3 separate regions of the Zea mays genome follow, and all the other regions are linked to region 1. The links are chromatin contacts, called in public Hi-C maps. All regions are on one chromosome and are shown on one strand. The core of a region is the stretch at or near the end of the contact, and the rest is flanking DNA. Distances in the headings are between cores, read along the strand shown.

What was found. Hi-C and Micro-C count contacts between places; a contact is called where the count stands out from the background.
Region 2: a Hi-C map of leaf shows a contact between it and region 1, with 7 times the contacts expected there. The contact joins the promoter of LOC100274000 here to the promoter of LOC100273691 in region 1. A contact is called at or near these places in 11 of 25 Hi-C or Micro-C datasets (bundle sheath, ear, endosperm and 5 more) and 1 of 3 datasets of contacts at active chromatin or transcription factors (seedling).
Region 3: a contact with region 1 is called in a Hi-C map of leaf, with 4 times the contacts expected there. The contact joins the promoter of LOC103636036 here to the promoter of LOC100273691 in region 1.

What each region holds. Positions count from the first base shown.
Region 1 is chr8:143,926,925-143,931,573 of Zm-B73-REFERENCE-NAM-5.0, forward strand. LOC100273691 (putative ACR family protein) reads left to right here and starts at 1,879. Exons shown (of 10, transcript NM_001148103.1): 1 at 1,879-2,261; 2 at 2,361-2,422; 3 at 2,511-2,654; 4 at 2,871-2,981; 5 at 3,065-3,260; 6 at 3,852-3,910; 7 at 4,027-4,079; 8 at 4,149-4,371. The coding sequence starts at 1,982.
Region 2 is chr8:144,134,235-144,138,883 of Zm-B73-REFERENCE-NAM-5.0, forward strand. LOC100274000 (putative MYB-domain histone H1 family protein) reads left to right here and starts at 2,135. Exons shown (of 6, transcript NM_001148386.1): 1 at 2,135-2,602; 2 at 3,095-3,324. The coding sequence starts at 2,453.
Region 3 is chr8:143,754,860-143,759,508 of Zm-B73-REFERENCE-NAM-5.0, forward strand. It overlaps LOC103636036 (Protein QUIRKY), which reads right to left and starts at 2,331. Exons shown (of 1, transcript XM_008658396.4): 1 at 1-2,331. The coding sequence starts at 534.

The DNA of each region.
Region 1 (4,649 bases), core at 629-3,128:
TATTACACTCTGTCAATATGCACAAGTTACCATTATTACATCCTAAAATACATGTCTTACTTTTCCAAAAATCACGAATACCCAATGGAAGCCGACGGTGACCTAGTATCGACCATCAATAAGATAGTTGATCTGCTTGGCCAAGACAAAGTTCAAGAGACATACAAAGATTGTAGCCCACAATTTGAACTGGGGTTTCTCTACTAAACTTTTTGATCAAAACTAGTTGAACCGGTCCCAGGACAGTTCAACCGATCACTAGGTCTTCTACCCAGTCTGACCTGGCAGACTGTCTGTCAGCTGACACCAGGGTGGTTGTGGGCCGGTTCAATCGGCGTTAGGTCAATTTGACCAGTCTGTCCAGCAGTCTGCCAATCAGACTGGCTGACAGACTAACAGTTAGCCAGAGTGGTTGAACCGGTCCTCCACAAAAAAATTGAGCCCAACAGCTCTTTTTGAGGAGTGTCTATAAATACCCCTCACATCTCTCTCCTCATAACTATTGGTCGCCTACACACTTATTGCTCACCTAACTTGAAACAAATGCACTCCCTCTCTACCTCTCACACCCGATCTAGCTCTCAAATCAAATCGATTGAAGGAGCCCCTTTGGTGTAAGGTTTGTGCTTGTGCTTTCGGATTTGGTTTTCCTCTCCCCTCTCATTCTCATCCCTTGAGATTGTTGCAAACACCTCTTGTGCGATATTGTTGTTCTTGAAACCCTAGGATTTCTAGACGGATTGAGGTTGCTTGGGAGTCTCCAAATTTGTGGACGACCCCAATAAGTTTGTATTCACCACTCTTGTGAGGAAGTTTGAGAAAAGAATCCCTTGACCTCGGTGGTCGGGTTGTGGAGGATTAGGGTTGAAAAAGATTCGACCTTTTGTGGCTCCTCAACGGGAGTAGGGCAACTTTGTGGTGTGGCCGAACCTCGGGATAAAATATTGTGTCTTGTGTTCTTGCTTGATATGTGATTGTGATTTTAATTTGGTAAGATAGACATGTAGGTTTATTCGCCGTGTGGATCTTGTGGTGAATTAACTCCCGTATTTCTCATCATCCACACTTAGTTTATCCCTTGTGTTTTCCATTATAAGAGATCCATATTATATTTCCGCGTAATTCATAGTCTAGATTTATTCTACCAGTTGGAATGGTTCCGAGTAGTTCAATTTGTCTTTATAGCAGTTGAACTGACCTGCACCAGTTGAACTGTAGATTTAGCATTATCTCGAAGTTTGTTATGATAATTTTCAGGTTTAGTCTATTCACCCCTCTAGTCTACTTTAAATTATATATGGAGAACGTATATTTTCTATTTTACACACTTTTATTGTTTAATGACTATTTAATAAGCATAGCCTAGGTAAATAACAGTAATGCATGATACAATGCATGATTTTTTTCATGCAACTCAAGAATGCAATGATTAGCTTACCATAAAACTTTGATCACAATTTGATCATAAAACATACCGTTATAAATTAATTAAAAAATATAGATCTATAACTACAACATTAGTTTTGTACTAAATCATAGTATCACACTACATAATATGTTCAATGTGTGAATATTCTCAAGTGAAGTTTTAAAAAATTAGTTTTTTTATTTTATCATTTTATATAATTTAGTATAACTTTTAAATATTATGTCAAAACAAATATAAAAGAAAAAAGAAAAAGCATCGCGGGAAACAGTTATGGGATCATGTTACCGGTTTTAAGAGATGAGTAAAAAAGCTGCATCCAATTTTATAATGAAGAAAAAAGATTGATTTTTATAATAGTTAAGAGAGGCAAGATGTATATTTTCCTTTTTACTGCATCTGTGAATTTGTAAACCCTCTCGATATGCAAATTCTCCCTGAGCCAGACCAATTCGACCGTGAACTGGCCCGAGTGAAGTCCACGCATCCGTCTCTTCCCGCTCCGGCCCATTGCCCATTCCGTTCACAAATTCACTTCTCTCTCTCTCCGTCGAGATGCTTCGTGGCTCCGCCGCCCTCCTCCGCCGCCTCGCCCCTCGTATCTCGGGCGGTGGCTGCGGAAACACGACTCACCGGCGCCTTCTTCCTCCCATCGCCCCCTTCCTCCGCGCCCGCTTCTTGTCTGCCCCGACTACCTCTTCACCGCCTTCTTCGTCTTCAGCTGCCTGCCACGAGGAGGATGCGGAGGACAGAGACCTCCCCGAGATCTCCAATGGTGATGCAGGTGCCCGGCTCAGCATCTCCGTCGACCGCTCCGGGCTCTACAACCCCACAGGTCCGCTCCGTCCGCCTCTTCTCTTTCACGAGCACTGGTGTCTGGGTTTCGGGTTTCTGATTATCTGATAATAGGTGTTGTTGTGTCAAAATGCGGCAGAGCACTCGCACGAGCCGTCGTCGGAATCCGAGCTCGTCAAGCACATCAAGAGCATCATAAAGGTGCCAGCTTCTGTTTCTATGTTAATCACTGTTGCTCGCGTTGGGGAAATGTTAATTGTCCATTTCGATGTGATTGTGGTGGCGTTAGTTTCGGAGTGGGCCAATCAGCATAGCTGAATACATGGAGGAGGTGCTGACGAACCCACAGTCAGGATTCTACATCAACCGTGACGTGTTTGGGGAATCAGGGGATTTCATCACCTCGCCAGAGGTCAGCCAGATGTTTGGAGAGGTAAAACTGGTGCTCACTAATCAATTGCTTTGTCAACACTAGTGTGAAGAACATTGCACTGTGCTGTATTTAGTTATTTAATCACGATCCAGTAATGAACTCTAGGTTTCAAGTATAGCGTTGCAGCCATAAGATGTGCTCTCTTTTTTTCAAACTAACAAGGCATTAATGAGATTCATGAACCGATTGTGCTGCTATTGAATTTATTTGGCACAGATGATTGGTGTATGGGCAATGTGCCTCTGGGAGCAAATGGGAAAGCCAGCGAAGGTGAATCTGATTGAGCTTGGCCCAGGACGAGGAACACTCTTGGCTGATTTACTTAGGGTGTGTTTTATTGCTAGCGTCTGTTATGTATTTAAGTTACACTGTGTTGTTCTTACTTCTTAGTGGATGTCTTATTTGAACAGGGATCGGCCAAGTTTGCTAACTTCACCAAGGCACTGAGCATTAACTTAGTTGAGTGCAGCCCTACATTGCAAAAAATCCAGTATAATACTCTGAAATGTGAAGATGAACATGTTGGTGATGGCAAGAGAACAGTTAGCAAGATTTGTGGAGCCCCTGTTTGTTGGCATGCCTCCCTCGAACAGGTTCCCTCAGGATGTATGAGGCTCTTTTCATTTCTAAGTTCTAACTGGTTCTTTCACCTTCAACCTTTTGGTTTTGAATTAATGATCTCTACAGAAGTTGATATTATCAGAAACACTTGTGTAATTGACTTTTACACCACCATTCATCTTAATGTATATTGGGCAAAAATTTCGAGACAATTTTCCTAATGAGATTAGTGACACTTTTAGGGTCTTTAATCAGAGTCAGTCAATTCCCTAGCTATAGTTAATATGAAAAATCCTAGGTATTCAAACATGCTCGGACACTCACACCTATTTTATTGGCTTATGGAATCTCTGAATCTGCCATCATGTATGAAAAGGAGCAGCAGTATTGGTTTATAAAACTGCGGTTTACTTTTCTAAGGAGGACCAACAATAACAGCTATTTGCCTCAACTTACTGTTAACAAATCCAGTAATGATGGGAGTAATCTTAACCCACTCCTGTAGTTGTAGGTAAAGGTAAAATTGAGATTACACAAGTGTTGGTACACCTTGTCACTGGTCTAAAGCATCCACCTTACCATTGCTGATCGGCTAGTTTATGTTTCTAATATTTGTAACCATCTTATTATATGCAGCACCAACCATAATCATTGCACATGAATTCTATGATGCCTTACCAATCCATCAGTTTCAGGTTTGTTCCCATGATTAAGTTCTTATTGTGGTTATCCATCACCAACTGAGTTTATAGCCATTGCACTGAATAATCTCCCTCTCCTTCTCTCTCCCCCTCCCTCCCTCCCTGTACAGAAAGCATCACGTGGATGGTGCGAAAAGATGGTGGATATTGCAGAAGATTCTTTGTAAGCTTTACAGGCTATGTTTATGTAATTGTAACCGTAAGGAAACGTGTAATGCTTACTTTGCAGCAGGTTTCGGTTTGTTTTGTCTCCCCATCCCACAGCCTCTTTAATCTACCTCGCCAAGCGTTGTGGTTGGGCTAGCTCCGAGGAGCTTGAGAAGATTGAGCACATTGAAGTCTGCCCCAAAGCAATGGAGCTTACCGAACAAATTGCAGATAGAATTAGTTCGGACGGCGGAGGCGCTCTTATTATTGACTATGGAAAAAATGGAATAGTGTCCGATAGTCTCCAGGTTTGGATTTTAAATCAGTTCATTCATTGTGCCAAAAGTAAATTCAAAATGTTGCCTGTTTGGTACTACTGCAACATATATTCTTGAAGCTGGAAGCTAGTCTTTGTTGATTTCGTAGGCACATGCTCTATACAATCAGACAAAAAAAAAAGATATGTTGCTGTTGTTCTGAATATTTTAGAATACTTACTATGCGTACATGGAAAGAGTAGATTTGAGTGCATTAGTAAATGATCAAAGTTGTGATTTTACTAGATTGTGTAAATATAGTGCATTAG
Region 2 (4,649 bases), core at 885-3,384, 210 kb after region 1:
CGGGGCTCTCGAGCGGAGGAGGCCAGGTAGGCCCACCCTGACCGCATCGCCCTCCCGGTTGATGATGAAATCGAGCTTCCCGAAGCGGATGCCACTCTAGGGTGTAGTCAACGCGGGGACCGCCACTGGCCCTCATGGTCGCGCCAAGGTTCCTCGGCGGTGGAGGCTCTCGAAATGAATCACGGCTTCGGGGATGCGATTGGTGTCACGCCTGGCCATCCAGAGCTTGAAGAGCTTTGGCACGGAAAGCGCAAGTCCCCTACCTGGCGTGCCAACTGTCGGTCTTTCAAACCTCGCTCCGAAAAGTAAATTTATTGTGCGCATTCCATGCTCTGGACGGTTTGCGAGGTGTGCACAAGATTTATACTAGTTTGGGCAGCACCTCCCTACATATAGTCATCGGCGGCTTGCGCTATCGACACCATTGATGATCAAAGCTCGTAGTATGGGTTACAAGCAAGGCGAGAGAGGGAGGAGAGGCTCCCAAGTCTCTTGTTCGGGGTGGAGGTGGTTACAAGGTGGAGTCCTAGCTAGGTCTTGGCTTGGCAGCAGGGCTTCGATCTCCAGGTCCTCCTCTAATTCGTCGGTCTTCTGGGCGTCGTCTTCTCTAGGGTCCGTCCTTGCATCGTCCACCCGAGAGAAAGAACCCTCAAGTGCTCTCTCTAGAAGGGTGTCCTCCATGCGCTCCTCTAGAACAGGGTCCCCCTTTGCGCTTGGGGGCCGACCTCCTCCCTTTATAAGCTAAGGAGCGGGGGGTCGGCCCGTGGTGGATTCCTTTGGAAGGATCCACCGGGTGATGGTAAAACCAGGGTTCTTACCATGGGGTAAAGCCACACATGCTTGCAATCGCTTGGCTATCCTGTATTCTTTATTACGAACGTCGCTGGTGGCATGGGCCTGAGCGCTATCATTTGGGCTATGCCGACCCTCGACCTTCGTAGCCTGGGGCTCGGCGCGGCTCATCGTGTTGCGCCCTGCCAGCGGCCTGCGCACTTAGGCCTAGTCCCGATAGGTCATTAGTGCACCGTCGTCCAGGGACGTGCGGGCCATAAATGCACCACAGTCCGAGGGCTTGTAGATCATGAGTGCTCTGCACCCCGAGGGTTTGTAGGCCATGAGTGGTAGGTAGGGTCCGAGGGGCTTGTAGTTAATGTGACCGATCATTTATGATGGGTTGGTCTAGGGCCAGGCGCAGGATCCACTCGAGTGGTTTCCCTTCGACGCGACCGCCCCCCTGTCCGGTTCCGCCAAACCCGACCTCGGGCTCGATGCCACAAGGTTCGTTTGGGGGCGGATTCTTCCAGAGTAGACGTTATTTGTCTCTTTCGACTGACCAGTGGGCCCCTGTTGCCAGAGGCCCTTTCCCAGTGTGCTCGCTGGCCGATGGGCCCCAGGATCTGGGGATCATATCCCCGACAGAGCGCTGCGATGTTTAAGGTGTACAGTTGCGGCTATCGTAGGGGAGGGGTCACCCGTGGATAGTCTATGGCGGCACAACCACACTCAGCGGCCAACCTAGGGATGGCAACATGGAATTCCTCGTTGGGGAATAACTTCCATACCTGTCCTGGTGTTGAATTTTTTTCCACGGGGATCCCCACGAATGCTTGCGGGGTACATTTCTTCCCCTGCAGGGATAAATCGCCGACGAGGATCTCGTCCCTACTTAAACTACAATTAGGACGTACATCCTTTATTATTAATGCAAAACATTGTCATTTATGCGCATTGTTATATGTACATCAATATGAACACATTTATACAATAAGTAATCTAACAAAATAATTATTTATTTTTATTATTATACGGAATATCGTCATGTGCAAATTTAACAAATTCCCGTTTGGAAGAAGATAGACATCGCTTCACCATTTCCCGTCCCATTTATGTGCTATGTGAGAAAATATTTTTTCCTGTAAAATGGAGAATCGGGATAGAATCCCATTGCCTGGTTGCCATCTCTAGGGCAACCCTCTTTGATTTTATTTATTTTTATGTTGATTTTATTTATTTTTATGTTTGATGACGACGACGAAGAATCAAAGAGGGCTTCCTTCGAACGCCACCCCCGGGCCTGTGGCAATTAATCCCCTCGCCTTCGTAACCGCCAGTCCTCCGCCACCTCTCCACCCAACAACAAAACAAGCCTAATGGGTAATGGCTTCCTCAGTTCCTCTCCATCTCACGCCACTGCGCTGCCCTAGAACCTTCGCCGCCGCCCCTCTTTAGGATTACCGTGTCCTCGATCGCCCCCTGGCACGCCCGCCCCGATCGCCCCCTGGCACGCCCGCCCCGGATCCTGCACCGGAATTCCGTGTGGAATTCCGGACCCGATCGAAATCGAACCGCCTCCCTGCGTGCTCCCCTGATCAAGAAATTCTCACGCCGCGCGAACGCACGCCTGAGGCGGTTGGATCCTCTGGTGGGGTTCCTTGGTCTCGATTTGCTGTGGATGGGGGCGCCGAAGCAGCGCTGGACGCCGGAGGAAGAGGCCGCTCTCAAGGCCGGCGTCGCCAAGCACGGGCCCGGCAAGTGGCGCACCATCCTCCGGGACTCGGACTTCAGCGCGCTCCTGCGCCTCCGCTCCAATGTTGACCTCAAGGTGACGCTCGGATCGCCAGGGAGGGTGGGCGGTGGGTTTTTGGCGATCAGCTGAGGGGAGTATGGAGGAAATCTCCAGTCCTTTTAGTCGGTTAGACTGAATGAAAGAAAATCGCGGTTTTGCACGCTCCGTACATCCTGACGTGTTCCTTATTTGGTTCTAGATCGGTATTTTAGGTGGTCGGTACTCGGTAGTAGGTATTGCATAGAGTTTTGAGGTGGCTCGAGAGTAATCTGGTATATCAGAAACTTCTAGCCGTAGCATCATGATGCCCAAAAAGCTTCCACACCCCTTTGTTTTATTCCATGTAGATTTTTTCACCTGCTAGGTATTGATGGTTCCTTGAGAGAGAGGTCACTTCCATGTGTTGATCTTGTTCACCATAACTATGATTTGTTTAGTTGGGCATAATATGTTTTTAGTTTCCAAGTTCATTTTGAATGCCTGTATCGATGAGTACAAATGAATCTTCGGTATGGTCTATTTGTGCAGGACAAGTGGCGCAACTTGAGTGTCACCGCAGGAGGTTATGGGTCTAGAGAGAAGGCAAGGATGGCGTTGAAGAAAGGTAGACGTGTGGTGCCTAAGCTTACTGCTGAGCCAATGGATGTAGATGTGAAGGATATGGACGATGCTCATGACACAGCCATTGATGTGGAACCGTTAGCAATGGCTTTCGAGTCCTTGCCAACTGAGGAAAGTCCAGATAAGTCAGTTGCTAGGTCAGTAGACTCGGTGCAAATATTTTATCAAAACTACTTATTGTCTTTATGAGTAACCTACCTTTTCAGTTCGTCATCTTCCTTTTTGGTGAAATGTGTTTTATGTGGGACTAGATAGAAATCATCGATATAATTTGATTTGACATTCTGATTCTAGTCCTGCCTTGCTAGACATTAAAGTTCAGAAGTTGACCTTAAGGAAATTCCTTTTAAACCATATCTGAAGTTCTGAACTGTCTCGGCAACAACTAGTGCAGGAATTTGTTTCGACTTATTGTCTTTATGAGCAACCTACCTTTTCAGTTCGCCATCTTCCCTTTTGGTGAATGTGGTTTATGTGGGACTAGAATGAAATCATCAATATAGATCGATTTGGCATTCTAGTCCTGCCTGGCTAGACATTAATAAGTTGTTTGGTTTGAGGAATGAGTTAGTTCATCATCTTCTCACTCCTCACTTTTTTGTTTGTTTTGTGGAATGGATTGAGTTGATCCATCATCACCTCATTCCTTATAGTTATTTAGTTAGTACTAATATGAGGAATGAGGTCATCCCACCAAATTTTAGGAATAGACCCATAATGCACCACCATATTTTGGATGGAGTGATTCCTCAAACCAAACACCCCCTAAAGTTCAGAAGTTGACCTTAACAGAAATTCCTTTGAAAACATATTAAGGTATGTGAACTGTCTCGACAACTAGTGTAGGAATTTGTTTACAGTTGTGTTTTGAGTTGGGGTTCGTGATTTTTGTTTACACTAACAGTTGCAGCTTACAAGCACATTAAAGGAGCATATAAACAGTGATCTTGTAGAAAATCAAATGCTTGCCTATTCTCTGCCATATTATAGGCATTCATACATTTCCTTTGGTGCTCAGTTTGACCTCTCTTATCACGTCTTTAGTCATTAAAGTTTATGTCATTTTTAGGAAATGAAATATAAATTATTACCCCCTTTCTTTTACGTTAGAAGGCTTGTTTTATTCAATGATGGTTAAATATAAAAGGCACACATAGTTCCCAATGCTTTCCTATATATCTAAAGGCTAGTTAACTTCATGCACAAAGCGTTGAATTGTTTTTTTCTCCCAACTCAATTTGTTTGTACCAAAGCAACAGAGTAGTAATAGCTACGGTGAGCATTTATGCATGCAACCAGTGTGAATGACTCTTTGTTGTGTTCATGTATGTACACAGTAGTAATGTGTAGTTACTTGGGTCACTTTAGTCAGATTAGCAAGTTTTTTTTTGTCTTTGTTCCCAAATAAACGTGCTCGCTAAAACTGAATGGAGGGACCTTGTCTCTGAGTTGATGGTAACTG
Region 3 (4,649 bases), core at 1,081-3,580, 170 kb before region 1:
CGGCGGTGGCGCGTTGTCGGCCTGCTGCTCAGGCGGCTTGTCTTCCGGAGGCGGCGGCATCATTGCAGGCTCATCGTAGTAGTAAATCTTGAGGCCGACCTCGCCGCGGATCCAGCTGAGCAGGCTGCGCTTCTCGAGCGGAAAGTAGACGATGCCCTCCTCCCCGCGGCGCGAGAACTGGGAGCCGTAGATGCGGACGCGGCCGAGGAAGTGGTTCTTGCCGCTGCCCCCGCCGCCGCCGGAGGGGTTGAAGCGGCGGTCGTGGTAGAGCGAGACGTCGAGCGCCTCGGCGTGCATGTTCGCCGGGTCATGCACGGCGAACTCGAGGCGCTCGTGCCACTGCGGGCTCAGGTCTCGCGGCACGGTGCGCGTGCGCTTCCGCTGGCCGTCGAAATCCACGACCGCGAAGGCGCTGGACGTGCCGAGGCCGTCCTTTGGTACGAGGTCGCGGGCGTCTACCACCTCTACGGCCAGCCTCCGCACCATCGGCGGCGGCCCAGGTGGCGGTGGGCCTCCACCGCCGCCGGCCGCCATGGGCGGAGCAGCGGAAGCAGGGGACGGTGTGAAAAAAAAAGAATGCGAGAAGGCGACGGCCAAGGGAATACGGTTCCTTATGATCGGTCGGCGTGGGGTGGTGGAGCGATCAATTGCTGGCTCCTTTTGCTTTTGGGGAGAGCAGAGAGCTAGTGTGCTTTGGAGAGGGACGAGGAGAAGTGAGAATCTGTGCTAGAGTGAGAGAGGCGCAGAGGAAGAGAGGAGAAGTTGGTGTCTTTCTTGACGTGGAAGCTCTCAGCTTTGTGCGGGCAGAATCTGATCTGTTCTTGGCGCTTTTGAATGTGCACTGATGTGGTTGAGCGGTTGGGTGGTGGCGCCGCCGATACGCTAGTTGGCAACTTCTTCCCAGCTCCCCCTGCCCTTTTCTGTTTTATATCGCGTTCCTAAACACAGGCCGACAGTTAACAGAGCATTCCATGTATACATGCTCTGTTCTGTGCGCGGCTGCGCCCAGACCCAGAACCAGCAGCGCAGTGTACATTACTCTATATTCTTGCTCTATATCACAATTCATAATTTAGTCATCAAAATTTCTTACTCTATATTACAATCATTCGTACATATATCCCTCCATATTCCCTTTATATCAACTAATACACATTCTAACCTAACTATTTTTTCTCTCTATATAACACAGGGCTTTTGCTGCAGCCGATATGGATACATGAAGATTTTGTGTGCGCTGTACATAGTGCTTTACTTTAGCTAGATAGGGGTGAAAATGGATCACGATTCAAATGCTTCTTCACAAAATGGTATGACCCTAAATAAATTTTAGTTCAAAAATGAATAGAAATAGAGTTCGATTCTAATTCGATCCGATCCTTAAATCTTATAGTGTAAAATTTAGAGTCTATTGTCACCTCTAGCTACATAGCTATACAGGAAAATGTAGCGTGCAGCGGTGCAAGTTTTTTTACGCTACCATTCATTGTATCAGTTTACCGTGAGTTTTCACGCACTGTAGTGCAGATGGTCTAAGACTGTCCGCACCTCATGTCCCTAGCCTCTATAGGGGATACAATATTACCTTACTCCTGCATCGCCTCCTCTTCCTCGCCCCCTTAGTGACGTTCCCTTCTCTCTCACACCAGGCGAGGAGGAGCCCTATTCATCCCTAGTCGGTGGCTTCTCGCGAACGGAAACGCCCGCGCGCACGCGGAGAAACATCCTGCTCCCTTCCATTGGCGTTGAAGTCGAGCAACGACTTCAGGAGACCGAAGGCAAGGCGACAGCACGGTTGGTGAAAGAAGGCGGAGTCGGATCCGGTGGACGACGCCGGCGCGGAGGAGCAACAAGAGAAGGCGGCTGTGGTGTTTCGGTGGGGGGCAGAAGTGGTGGATTGTGACCTACAACCGCGACAACCATCGCCGCCATCGTAGTTCGTCGTCGTCGTTGTCGTCTTACCCCCTCTAGAAGTCGTGGCCGGGGGCGAGATCTACTTCTCCTCCCCCAATCTTGGTTTCAACGACCACCGATCCAGATTCCCTGAGGTAAGACCTATTTACGTTGCCTTTGTGTAGGTTATAAGTGGAAGGTGGACCGACTCCCCTTCCATGTCTCGGCGACAGGCTTTGGTCATGCTGCAGTTTTCAAGATGTCGTTGGTCCTCCCTGTCTCTGTCCGATGACGGGCTGGATGACGTCCTAGAGGGCTATAATAAGGTGGTCACCCTTGTGGTAGCAATATATTTTTCAGGTGGTCGCTCCATGTTTCAATTAACAAAGTGATCTTATCATGAACAATAAATAATCTATTAACAATAATGATAAACAGGATCATGATTCATATATAGTATTAATCTCAAAACCAGGTAGAGCAATACCAAGACTACCCAACAATTTATTTGTATACAAGGTGTAGGGTAAACAAGGTAACCTATTAGACCCCGTCAGCTCAACCTAACAGTGCCACAATGATTAAGAATCATGAACATTATTAGGTCAAAGAAACTGATCAAGAACACAACTTATCTTTTACTTGTGATCTCAGGTACTCAGGTGCTTTCCCAATAATTGGGATTCAGATTCCTCGTCACCTCGGTTCTATGTGCAGCAATACATATATATAGACATGTAATAGGTAAAAATAACATTACACTAAAGATGAAAATAAAACACACAAATATATTCTACGCTTCGTTATGAAACCGTATGTTCGAGAACCACTAAATTCGGAGTTAGAATGGATAAATTATGGATTTTCTAAGCTTTTAGGAATTGTTTTTATGCTTAAAAATTATTATAGATTTCCCTGGGTTTTCTCGGTTTATTATTTCTTTTTTCTGAAAACAGGACGGTGGGTATGATTATCAATAAGTACAGGATGCTCGGTGCAAATATTAGGACCTAAATTTAATACTCTCTTCACTGGTGTGGACGGCAGTTGTTTTACCAACTCTCGGGGTCTCTTTAGCAAACTTGCCACACGACGTATAGTGTGTTTGGTTTGTGGAGTCACCCAATGCTCAATGAGGTGATGCATCATAAATTCATTCCATCAATTTTGATGAAATCAACTCACTCCTCATGTATATACTAATTATTAGCTTATAAGGAATGAGGTGGTGATGGATCAACCTATTCTATTCAACAAACTAAATAAAAATGTGAGGAGTGAGAAGAAAATGGATCACTTTAATCCTCAAACCAAACACACCCGTAGTGATTCCAGCTGCCCGATCAAAATCTGATCGCCCAGATTAGATCGGCTTTCACTGAACTGGTACGGAACCCTCGCCGTAGGATTGAAGATCGACGATGCAAATTTAATGAGGGACAATCCATTCCCACCCCTCCGATCTAGATCAGATGGATCTCCTAACTTCATGCCGAGCTGGTGCATGGGATCTAACCCCAGCCGCTCGCTTACAGATCGATGGTTCATGTGTTATCTTCCTTTCTCCCGACGCCAGGTGACCGCGCACCCATGCATTCACGGCCGAGTGCCGCCGGTGAGGTCACAGAGTAGCCCATCAGCACCCAAAATCTACCCCGACAAGCACAAATCTATGCCATGAGACTAGTAAAGGCGTAGGAGTAATCCTTACCATGTATCACGCTGCACCGTTCTTCGGCCATGGCGTGCGGTGGCTCCGCAGCGGAGGTGGAGTGACGACGAGAAATTGGTAGCGCTCCGGTGGATTAATTTGCCCGGGAAGGCCTTGGCTAGCTTTGGTAGACGTACACGATCATCCAAGACTGCCCTCTAGACTTCGAGGGACCTTGTATGCGCGGGTCGTCGATGGCGGCCCAACTTACCCCTCTCACCGATCCCGGTAATGGTGGTTTCCCATCTTCTCGGTTTGCTTGTTGTGGAGGCCGGAACGTCTACGAACGTGGAGGAGCAGGTGACGAGTGTGAAGGGAAGAAGCGCGCGTGCTCGGCGTCCGAATCCGAAGTTTATTGGGCCACAGTGGGCCGTGTGATGATGGGCCTTCTGAGTTGTAAACACAGTAGTATATGAATACGCTGAATTGTGGATACGGATATCATCAATTTAGAGAATAACAATACAACCAGCTTCTTCCTCGCTACAACTACTATGCTCTTCCTTTGCGATTCTCTTCTCCTTCCTGGTTCCTTCCCAGTTCCCGTCCGTTGTTCACATCTGGTATCAGATGAGGCAATCCTGGAGGATTTATCACCCGTTCCGTGTCGCCGTCCGCGTTCCACCACTACGGCGGGCATGGAGGCGGCGATGCAGAAAGTGCTCGACGAAATGTCGCACATGAAGACGCAACTGCTGGATGCCATGGCGGGTCGTTGTGGTGAGCTCGAACACCGCTTCGACGCTGCGGAGCAGAAAACCGAGGCGCGGTTGATCTCTCTGGAGATGGATCAGGCGGAGATCACGGCTTGGAAGCCAACGATGGAGCGTCGCGTCGACAATCTGGCGCTGGAACTCCGGCGTGCCAACCTCTTCATGGAACGTGAATCCAGGGAGCACGATCCCTTCCACCCGGGTCTGCTGCATCCATCCAGGTCGGCGACAGCGCGTGCGCCTGCTGGATTTTTCACCGCCGACGGGCCCGATGGCCACCACGTAGTCCATAATCACCGGGACCGTGAGTTTGGTCGCATCCCGACCCAAAC